Regions from separate parts of the Mus musculus genome. Here region 1 is linked to region 2. Evidence: chromatin contacts called from public HiChIP or PLAC-seq data. All regions are on one chromosome and are shown on one strand. The core of a region is the stretch at or near the end of the contact, and the rest is flanking DNA. Distances in the headings are between cores, read along the strand shown.

What was found. HiChIP or PLAC-seq counts read pairs in DNA pulled down with a chosen protein or histone mark.
Region 1: an H3K27ac HiChIP or PLAC-seq map of acute myeloid leukemia shows a contact between it and region 2, with 6 times the contacts expected there. The contact joins the enhancer-like site here to the promoter of Stk24 in region 2. A contact is called at or near these places in 3 of 39 promoter capture datasets (liver, pre-B cells and stem cell-derived epiblast-like cells) and 1 of 115 datasets of contacts at active chromatin or transcription factors (acute myeloid leukemia).

What each region holds. Positions count from the first base shown.
Region 1 is chr14:118,660,001-118,665,506 of GRCm38.p6, forward strand. All of the region lies in intron 3 of Abcc4 (ATP-binding cassette, sub-family C (CFTR/MRP), member 4), which reads right to left. Among named protein-coding and RNA genes, the nearest start is that of Gm52104, 20 kb to the left of the region's middle. Within about 2 kb of position 2,396, at least 65 of the 459 cell types and tissues checked have an H3K27ac peak or open chromatin away from gene starts, as enhancers often do. A contact at or near this core is called in acute myeloid leukemia, where this site is marked.
Region 2 is chr14:121,377,736-121,382,862 of GRCm38.p6, forward strand. It overlaps Stk24 (serine/threonine kinase 24), which reads right to left and starts at 1,495. Exons shown (of 11, transcript NM_145465.2): 1 at 1,163-1,495. The coding sequence starts at 1,204.

The sequences.
Region 1 (5,506 bases), core at 1,146-3,645, 2.7 Mb before region 2:
ATAGTCACAAGAAAAGATACATCAAATGAATGAATGAATGAATGAATGAATGAATGTCAGGTACACTGATGCCTGCCCTGTACTCCCAACTACCTAAGATGCTGAGGCAGAAAGAACACTTGAGCCCAAAAGCCCTAGTTGGCAACAGAGTGGTATTCAAAAGAATCAATAAAATATAGGTCAAAACCCTAAGAGAGGGAAATGAGCTATGGCTAGACACGCTGTCTGCACAGACTTGAGTTAATGCGTCTGCAGGCAACGGTGCTGACACTCCACAGGGAAAGCTCAGCTCTTAAAGGTACAAATTGAACTGTTCTTAGATAACAGGCGTGATATGTGGGAACGGCTTCAAAACGGAGCAAGCAGGGCCCTGGGTGACTCAAGTCTCAATGTGAGCTGATAAGTTACAGGTGCGTGGCTTAGAGACAAGCAGGGCCTTCTGATTCTGGTCGTGTGGCTTTGGAATGTTCCTAAAAGCCTAAAAAAGAAAATGTCCCATGACCCTTGGCCCTGACAGCAAGCAGCTGAGCAAGAAATCAAACAGAGTAAAGACAAGCAAGTTCCCTCCTCCCGCTGTCCCTCCGAGGAGTGGGCACAGGAGAGTTAAAACCCCTTCTGAGCCGACCACCTGCAGCCGAGGTCATCTGCCTCCCCTGGAGGTGTGAGAGAGGCTGCCTCAGTGCCAGAGGGAGAGCCTGGCACACTCAAAGCTATGTGTTCAATCCTCTGCACAAAATGTTCAAAAATTAAGCTGAATTCAAAGGCCTGAGGAAACACTGTAATTAGTGGCTAAGACATCAGCTTTCACAAATGGCTTTCAAATCCCACTGCTTGCAGACAGTCTTAGCAGAACACAAGGATTGTCAAGAGATGTTAATTTATGAAAGCAGAGTTTCCTGGGCATTGCCTGGAGAACCCCATTTGAGGATAGTGTCTTAATGGCTGGTCTCAATCTCCTACCATTATGAATACAACCTTTCTCCAGTGAAGCAATGGATCCTCTGACTTTTTAAAGAAAGTGTTTAAAAGCATTTTCTCTGGGTTCTCACTCAGAGTCATCACTGTCAACACTAAATAAGCTAGTGTCAGAGTGTCCAGGAACCCACGGGGCACACACAGCTGACCACACCTGCTTCCCAAGGCGTGGTCCACCTCTCCCTGCCTGGGTCATCTCCCTCTTGGTCTCTATCAATGGCCTCCTAGGTTGAGCTGAAAGTTGGAGCCACTTGGAAAAAAAGAGCCAGGAAATGCATCCCTGGACACATCTCAGGAATCAACCCCAAGCAAAGGCACAGGCAGAACTGACTGCTGACCTCTGACCTTGGATAAGGGCAGGGTTACCTCAGATGGCAGCCTCCAGGATCCCCTATACTCCAGTATCCACCCAGACGAGCGACAGTCAGGGGGAAAGCCTTGACCATGTTAGCAACAGTCTCCAACACCATCTCCAGAAGGTCCAAAGCTCTCTTCTGGCTTCCATGGGTACTACATGCATGTGGTACACAGACAGACAGGCAGACAGACGAAACACTCATGCAAATATAATAAAAGTAAACCCTAAAAAGAGAAAAGTCCTCAGGCAGTGGGCCGAACACTCAGGAGGCAGAGGCAGGCAGATCCCTGAGTTCAAGGCCAGTCTGTTCTCAAGAGTGAGTTCCAGGACAGCCAGAGTTACATAGAGACACCTTGTCTTAAAACAAACAAACAAAAACAAACAAACAAACAGTCTTGGCCAAAGGCCAACTTCACAGATGAAGCTGGCAGACTATATAGACTATAAACATATATATATATATAGACTTAAACAGCTGGAAAACTGGCTCAGCGGTTAAGAGCACTGACTGCTTTTCCAAAGGTTCTGAGTTCAAATCCTAGCAACCACATGGTGGCTCACAACCATCCATAATGAGATCAGATGCCCTCTTCTGGGGTGTCTGAAGACAGCTACAGTGTAGTTAACGTATAATCAATAAATAAATATATATATTAAAAAAAAAAGACTTAAACAACCATGCCGTGCCTTGCCCACGACTGGCTCCACATGCAGGAGAGTCCCCTGAGGCTCCTTTGATGCCCCCAACTTCACTCTCCCACAGGCAAGACACCTCATAACTCAAAATCCAGGCCTGAATGACGTGAGGAGGCAGGCTGTGCAGACTCTCCCTTTACAGTAAGGCTCCAGATGGTGAGTCATCTCTGTCCCCATGGCACTTCCTAGGAGGTGCACACAAGGGACAGATTACGGGGAACTCGATGCTCCGAGCTGGCTTTCTCTGACCTGCACGGGTGTGTTCCAAAGTCACGATCATGCTGGTTTCTCCACAGTCCTCAGCTTCACAGAAGAACATGGAGCACCACCTAGAAATCCCACGCAAGGCTTCTGCACCAGTTCCTCGCCACCTTTTCTCTGGCAGAGCTCCGTTAGCACCTAGGGAAGGCCCGGCTGGGGTGGGTGGCTCACACAGCTGTGCTGTCTTCCTAGAATAATTCCTTGTGCTATTGAGGCACCAGAGAGACAAGATGCCACACTCCGTTCATCCTTCCGCTCTCTAAAACTCAAAAGTCCAGCGGAACAACACGGAGCCGAGATCACTAAATGAGAAATCGCCTCGTAAAACCAGCTGTTAATCTAACAGCTCACCCCATGTGGCTCACACAACCTGTGAGGGTTAATAGTGACTGACAACCCGACGGGATACAGAATTACCCAGGAGACAAACTTCTGGGCAAGCATGTGAAGACAGCAATGAGCAGAGAGCTGGGTTCTTCAATCTGCTTTCTGACTATGGCGCAATATGACCAACTGTCTCCTGTTCTAGCCAACGCGCTCACCATCCGTGATGAGATATGTGCTCCCTCAGACTGTGAGCGGTACTACCAAGCCGGAGTAAGCACTTCTGCCTTCGTTTGCGTTTGTCAGGAACGGGATCACAGCCATGCATAAAGGAGCACGTATAACAGGTGTAACCTTAAACATCATCCAAACGTGGTGTCTTGGCTTTCAGAGACAGGCTTCACTCAGTAGCCCAGGCTGACCTGCAACTCTCTTTTCCTCTTGCTCAACCTCCCAGCTAATTGAGTAACAGGCATTTGCCACCACACCCACCCTATCCATCGGGGCGTGGATTTTGAAACGTGACTGGATCACTGCTAGCTACCCCATATAAAATTATCTCTGACTTCTCCAAATCAGCAGCGTCAATAGGCCAACCAGTCCATGAAAATGAAAGTATTTGTATTAGAAAGCCCGCTTCCTTTTGCTGGCAGGGAGTAGGAAGAAAGAAAGGTTTTCCTATCCGAACACAAATGACTCTTAGCTCCCCAGATTTCAGTGCATTAGAAGGTCTGCTAGTCGTCATGGTAGAGACACAATGTCACTGTGACCTCCAGGACTGGTCACCGGGTCCATCAAGGGAACGAAGCATCCATGCCCAGTATTAGATCATAAACCAACAAAGACCTGATCTAAAGGCAGGGCAAGGGAAGAGGTCTGACAGGGAAAGCCTGCCCACACCAGCTCCCACACTGCACTACCATACCCATCATCCTAATCCCTAATGCCTGGACTGACCCGGCAGGCCAACAGGACGGAGCGTCAGAAGCCAGAGCAAATGAGCTGCCCTCAGTAGCAGTTGATCTGGGTCCCAGCAAATGGCACATACTCTGTGACCCTGGGCTCATTAAAAAAACAGAGCTGTCAGCCTCTGCCCGGGGCATCAGGGTCTCCTAATCGCACTGCCATCCCAGATCACACCAGTCCACTCCAGTCGCTGAGTGCAGTAACAGGGGGTGCTGAACAGGTATGTGAGACAACCACAGGTGGTGATGGGTGTCCAGCTGGACACACCGCACTGACACACTGATTCACCAGTCACAGCCACTTTCCTGTACTGCATATGACTTTGTGACCCCAGGAGACACTGTAACCTGGACCGCATCCTAGTTGACAAACTCATGTGCCACCACTGCCCCGAGGCCATCTCTGCACCATTATCCCTAGGCTAAGATCAAACAGCAGCCACTTGGGATGCTAAGGGCAAAGTTTTTGACCTTAGTTAGATCAGCCCCAGCCTAGAAGGCCTGGGCTCATCTCAGAGCGCCTGAAACAGAAACTCAGCTCTTTCATTTATTTCTGGGGTGGCCCTGAGCACGAGAAACTGACAAGCTCGTAGTGAGGGACTGACTGATACTAAGAATACCTCCTACCTCACCCAGTTCCTAAAAACTGGGATAAAAGTAGCATCTTGGATAAAGGGCGGACACGTGGTTCAGAGCTTTCTATTACTACCAAACTACCTACACCGCATTGAGCATGGGTCCTAGTAATACTGCTATCACTACTACTACCACTACTGGGAAGCACTCCATTGTCCTAGTCAGGGTGACCATTGCTGCCATAAAAAACCAAAAGCAACTCGAGGAGGAAAGGGTTTATGCGGCTCACACTTCGACATCCTTACTCCAGCACTGAAGGAAGTAAGGACAGGAAGTCCAACAGGGAAGGAACCTAGAGGCAGGAGCTGCTGCAGAGACCATGGAGGGGTGTTCCTCACTGGCTTGCTTTTCTGGCTTCCTCCACCTGCATTCTTACAAAACTCAGGGCTACCGGCCCAGGGATGGGAGCCCCCACAATGCTCTGGGCCCTCCCACATTAATCACTAACTAAGAAAATGCCCAATGGACAGAACTTATGGAGGAATTCTCAATTGAGGGTCCCTACTTTCAGACGAGGCCCGCTGTGCCAAGTTAATAAAAAACTAGCCAGCACAGTAGGAGTATTGATTGCTACTGATAGTAACACCAAAGAGTACTACAGCTTCAGAGTATGAACACTGCTGGTCCTGCTGATAAGTAGTATTACTGTCACTGTCGCTGCCACTAGTCCTGGGGAGAATGTCCGGGTTCCCCAGGAACCCCCTTCTCTACTCTTCTGCCATGACTTTTCAATAAGCAGGTTCCTAAAAGAGTAGCCAGGGTTCCACGGACTGTGCTGTCGCAGGACTTCCTGCCTTCCTGCCCTTCCCGGCTCCAAAGGTGATCACTATGGGACAAAACTGACATCACTTCAGCATAGCTGTCCTCTCTCGCCCAGCTGCTGCTGCCTGCACCTCTGTAGCTGACCTACTAAGCGGGACCCACACTCACTGTGACACGTCAGCTGGGTAAACATCTGGGGCTCAGGACTCCAACTAAAGGGAGGGCAGCCTCTGACACCACGGACAACCACAAGCCAGGGACAGACCCAGACTCAGGGTGCTTCAAGACCATGATGCTTTCAGAATGTAAAGTGCCTGATTACAGCTGTAAACTACAGAACAAGGGGGCAGATGGATGCGCCAAGAAATGGCACACCTATGTGAAGCCACCCTGAAGCCCCTGGTCCCTGTGGCACTTAGCAGATGTCTGTTTTGTGCCCCCAAGCACATATTGAGACTCCGGAGCTTCCTAGAGGAATTCCACTAGCCATGGTTGTGCAGCGCATTTGACCGGGAAACTCTGCAAGGCG
Region 2 (5,127 bases), core at 245-2,744:
GGGCCAAGAAAACCATTTTCCTTACGTGGTATGGAAAGAAAAAAGAAGAAGAAAAGAGGGATAGGAACTATTTTCAGAAGTGGCAGAAGCAGTAAGAGGCAAGCAAGGTCCATGCGGCTCAACCCTGAAGCCAGAGAGAAGGCGCCTGCTGCATCTATAAACTGATAACCTTGGATATTCTGAGGTGTTTTGTTTTTTTTTTGTTGTTGTTGATTTTTGTTTGTTTTTTTTTAAGCAAAACTCTTCCGTTCACTTCCTTGGGAAAGCAAAACTTTGACTGGTCTTGCTATCTTAATCGCAATCATTATGTCTGTATTTATTATATACGCTCACAAACTTTACAAGTTTGAACAGACAAGTGATTGTTTTTCAAAGTGCAGAAAACCATCCTCAATAGCAAAAAAAAAGTTCGTGCATCCATATAAACTTGAAATTCAACTCCGTCCCCTCACCGCCCCCTTCCCCTCCGAAGAAAAAGTCACTGGCAGGCTAAGAAGATACAAAGTGTGCACCAAGAAGCCCGCTAGCACACAGTTCCTCTGGATGCCAACCGGTCTCAAAGTGAAAGTCCAGCAGCGGAGTCCTGGCACCCGAGGGATGAACCTGGGCTCTGCACACCAGGGCGCTCGCGGAGGTGTGGGTTCCGCCTCCCGAGTTTGCAACCTCGCACTTTCCGCACCAGAACTACAGGCTCCGATGCGAGGTTACATCTTCCTGCACCCCGCCCTGCGGCCCGCCCGGACTGTGACCAGCCGGGGCGCGCTCCCGCCCTGCGCTCGGGTCTCCCGCTTGAGGGGTCTGGGGAGGGACTTTTGCTAACTGAGGACGGACCCCAGAGTGCCGCTATCCCTGTCCCAGGCCCACATAGGGCCCAGGCACCAAAGCGGGGCCTCCAAGGACACTAGTTCAGACTCCTGCCCGGGATGGGCGCTCGGCCTGCGCGTCGGACTTGGGGAGCGCAAAGCTCCTGCACCCCACCTCGGCCCCAGGCCGCAGACCCCAAAGCCCCTCCACGTGCATACACCCGAGATCCCCGCCGCCCGAGTCGGCGAAGATCCCGGAGAAGCGGGCCCGGCTGGTTGGGGGGAGGGGGGGCGTGTTGACACCGCCAAGTTGCCCGCTTCCGCCCTGGCCGCAGCCCGACCGGGCCACCCCAACCTACCTGCATGCCCGGCAGGCCCGACTGCACCGGGGAGTGGGCCATGGCGCTCGGCGCCGCCACTTCCTGGCCCGGGACGCGCGGAGCCGCGCGGCGAGCAGGCCCGGGGCCGCGCGCAGCCCTCGGGTGGCGGGGCGGGCTCTGGAGCCCGAGGCCACCGCACCCCGGGGACGGTCTCAACGAAGGTTGGCGGGCCGCGGCCCCATACACTGAGCCTGGGGCGGGCAGTGGGGGGCGCGGGGGACGTCTCGAGACTGCGGCTGCTTCTCCAGGGATCCCGTCGCTGCGCCGCCGCGGTGCTCAGGTCGAGCCGGGCGGCCTGGGCCCGCGAGCGCTGGCCGCCTGGAGCCGAGTGGGCGCGCACAGTCCGCCGCGCCCCGCCCCGGCCCGGCCCCCGCGCCCGCCCCCGCGGCCCGGCCGGGGACCCCGCCCCGCGCTTCCGGGAGGGGGAGGGGGAGGGGAGGAGCCGCCGGGCGCCCTAGGCCGCAGTCGCGCCTCCCTGCGGGCGCGCAGGCGGGGTCCCCGGGGCCCGGCGGGCAGGCGGGCGCTCTCGGGTGCTGTGCGCCGGGGTCCTTCGGAACCGCGGGGTGGGCCTCGCGCGCGGAAGAGAGCTGAGTTTGGGGGAGCGAAGAGCACCGCCCACTCCTACCCTTCCCTCTCCACCCGCCCTGGCCCTCCAGAGGCCAGAGTCTGCACTCGGGGTGTCCCCAGAGGGGCCTAGCCTGGGGCCTATTCCAAAAGCCCCGGCCGGAGCGTCCTCACTGTACGAAGTTTCCAGCCAGATCAAGGAAGAAACCCCAAGGGTAGAGAGGGCGGTTTGTGTGCACTGCCTTGGGTACTGAACTCAGCCTCGCCTGGGCCGCCGGCTGTGGAAACTTAGCTGGACAGAGGAAGGGCTGGGCCCCGCCATCTCTGCGCTGCGCACAAGAAGGGAAAAGTGGGGTGCGGAGGGGTGCTGGAGGAAGGGAAGACAATAGAAGGAAACCGCGTCCCGACTCTTACCCAGCCCTCCCCTCGCTTCACTGCTCCTAAGGCCGTAGGCCCTCTCTGGGCACCAGCTCTGCCCTCCTCCTAAGCTGCCGCTTCTGCAGCAAACAAGGAAGGATGGAGTGAATCCATGCGGTTCCAGGAAGTACTTTATTTACAAGTGGCAAATAGGAAGTGGTCTAAGAGTCAGAATCGCTGTGTCTCTCGCCATAGGGACCCTGAGGCCTCATTCAGGAGTGCCCGCTTTGCCCCACAGCTGTGCAAGGTTAACCATACAAAATGAGTCCCCAAGAGTTCAGAAATAGAGGACGCATAAATCCTCGACTAAGGTAGAGAAGAGATTATTCTCTGAGGTGTCCTTGTATTCCAAGAACACAGGCTCCCTCTGGGTCCTGCATCAGAAGTTAAAGTAAGCCGAATACCCTTTGGAAACCTAGCCTAGGAGACCTCCAGGATGCTAAGATGTATTAGAAGGCTTGCATGATTACTCCTGGTCACCTGACTGAGATGCGTTGCCACTTCTAAAGAGTAAACTGAAAACATTAAAAGTATGAACCCATATAACCAAGAGTTTATGTGTTCCCTAAGCAGAAGAAACCTAAAAAGAAAAGAAAAAAAAATGGAGTACTTAATGAATACAAGGGAAAATGATCAAGACCATGAATCTTGAAAAGGCATATATTATTCAACCTCAAATTCTACCTAGAATAACATGAAAGAATGACCAGAAATACAGGAGTCTCTACCAAGAGGCAGCGACTTTCAGCCTTGGAAATGTCTGATTACATAAAGAGTACTTTCTTACTACTACTACTTCACCAGGTGTGGTGGCACAAGCCTTTAACCCCAGCATTTGGGAGGCAGAAGCGGGCAGATCTCTGTGAGTTCAAGGCCAGCCTGGTCTATATAGTTCCAGGACAACCAGGGTTATACAGGGAGACACTTTCTAAAGAACATGACCCCCCCCCCAAAAAAAAAAAAGAAGAAAAGATATTTTAGTAGGTCATGTTTAGTAATTGTGATAATGTCCCTCAGAGGCTCATGTATCTGAACACTTGCTCCCCAGTGGGTGAGTGCTATTTGGGGAGGTATAAGCAACCCAGCCTTGCTGGAGGAAGAATTCCTGGTGGGAGTGATGGTGAGCTTTGATGTTTCAAAGCCTTGCCCAGTGCTCTTCTCTATGCTTGGTGCTTATGGTTCAAGACCTGAGCAATCAACTTCCTATGCTGCTGTCATGCCTGCCAAGCTCCCCTGCCACCACTGACTCTAGACCCTCTGGAGCAATTCACCCAAATAGATACTTTGTTATAAAAGCTGCCTTTGTCCTGGTGCTTTGTCACAGCAGCTAGGGAGATGTAACTAATGCAGTAATGTAGAAAGATAGTTTTATTACATAGTGTCAGGAAAATATAGGATACAAAACAATAATATGTAATCTGAAGTCCTAACACTAGGAGGTAGAAACAGGAAAATCAGGAGTTCAAGGCCAGTTTCTCCTACATACTGAGATACAGACCAATCTGGGCTAGGTGAGACCAAAAATAATAAATAGGTAAATAAAAAATAAAAAGGGTAGACTGATCACAAGCTACTGGAATTATACATCTATGCACAGAAAAAAAAGTCCAGCTATACACCAGGATTTAGCAGTGATTATTATTCCTGGACTTAAAAATGGTTTCTTCAGTCTCTGCTAACCTCCACCTATGAAGACACCATGCTAAAATGTGTGCTTAGGATCAGCACAGTCAAACCAATAGCATGACTGAGGACGAAGAGAAAGGGGACAATCAGAAGTGTTGGAGAACTGTTCTTTGACCAATAAACTACAGAAAACTTGTAACTGGCTTTGTTGAGCTAATTTTCAGTATCGAGGCCACAGAGACTGAAGTGCAACATGACATAATTTACAAAGCTAATCAGTATCTCCTTTTATACCCTAACACAACATCTCCTTTTGTACCCCAACACAGATGAGGATCAGAACTTGTCACTTCCAACAGGAACTGAGTTATCCGGACACCGCGACTGGCTTTTGGGAGCTGGCTCTCTCCTTCCTCGTACCCTTCTTGTTCCCTCGCTGACTGAAGCTCTCTCCTTCCTCTTACCCTTCTTGTTCCCTCACTGGGTGAACTTTACTTCTTAGACCGTGTTGAGTACTGTGCCTGTGGAAAGAGAGGAAGTCACACAGGAGTTACTGGTTCGGCTGCATCCTTTATTGGTATTACCCAACATTCCTAGGCCAGTTGATCCCTCCTTTCCTTGTTTTCCCAGAGCAAAGATGATTGACAGGACAAAAGTGCAGAATCAGATCCTGCCCAATGGCTAATTATATTCATTCATTCATTCGTTCATTCACACATTCACTCATACCTGTTTTAAATAACAACTACATGTCAAGCCTACAGTACAGGCTTGGGCATGCAAACACTGGACCCTGGGTGCTTCCCTAATGCCATCCTACAGACCAGTGTCACTAGATTCTAATTTTGGAAGTGTACAATACAAAACTTGGGGTTATAATAGCTGCCTTTGCAGCTGAGCGGGGAAAAGGATTTCTCTGCCTCCTGTTACCATTTTCTGCACCTCCAATACATGATTATGACAGATTGTAAACTCATAATTCCAAAAGGAGAGACTGTGAGGGGGATCCATAAAGATTATACTTATTTCCGGTCTCCATGGATACACTAATACATCAAATTATTTTCATCCCCTTCTTTGCCTTTTGTGTCACTTAAAGACATGAGTTGAGCAACGAATTGTGCTCTTGACATATATTCTGGGCCACACAGGACATGACTATATTCCTATACAGAGCCTCTTCCGCACAAGGAGCCCCCGTTTATCAGTCACCCCTAAGCCAATTCTGAACTCTGCCAAGCTTGAGGAGTACAGCAGAAATCAGGAGTTCAGTACTCAGTCCCGCCCTTGTCTTCCTGAGTCAGAAAGACAAACATCCCTAAACACCACTAGACACC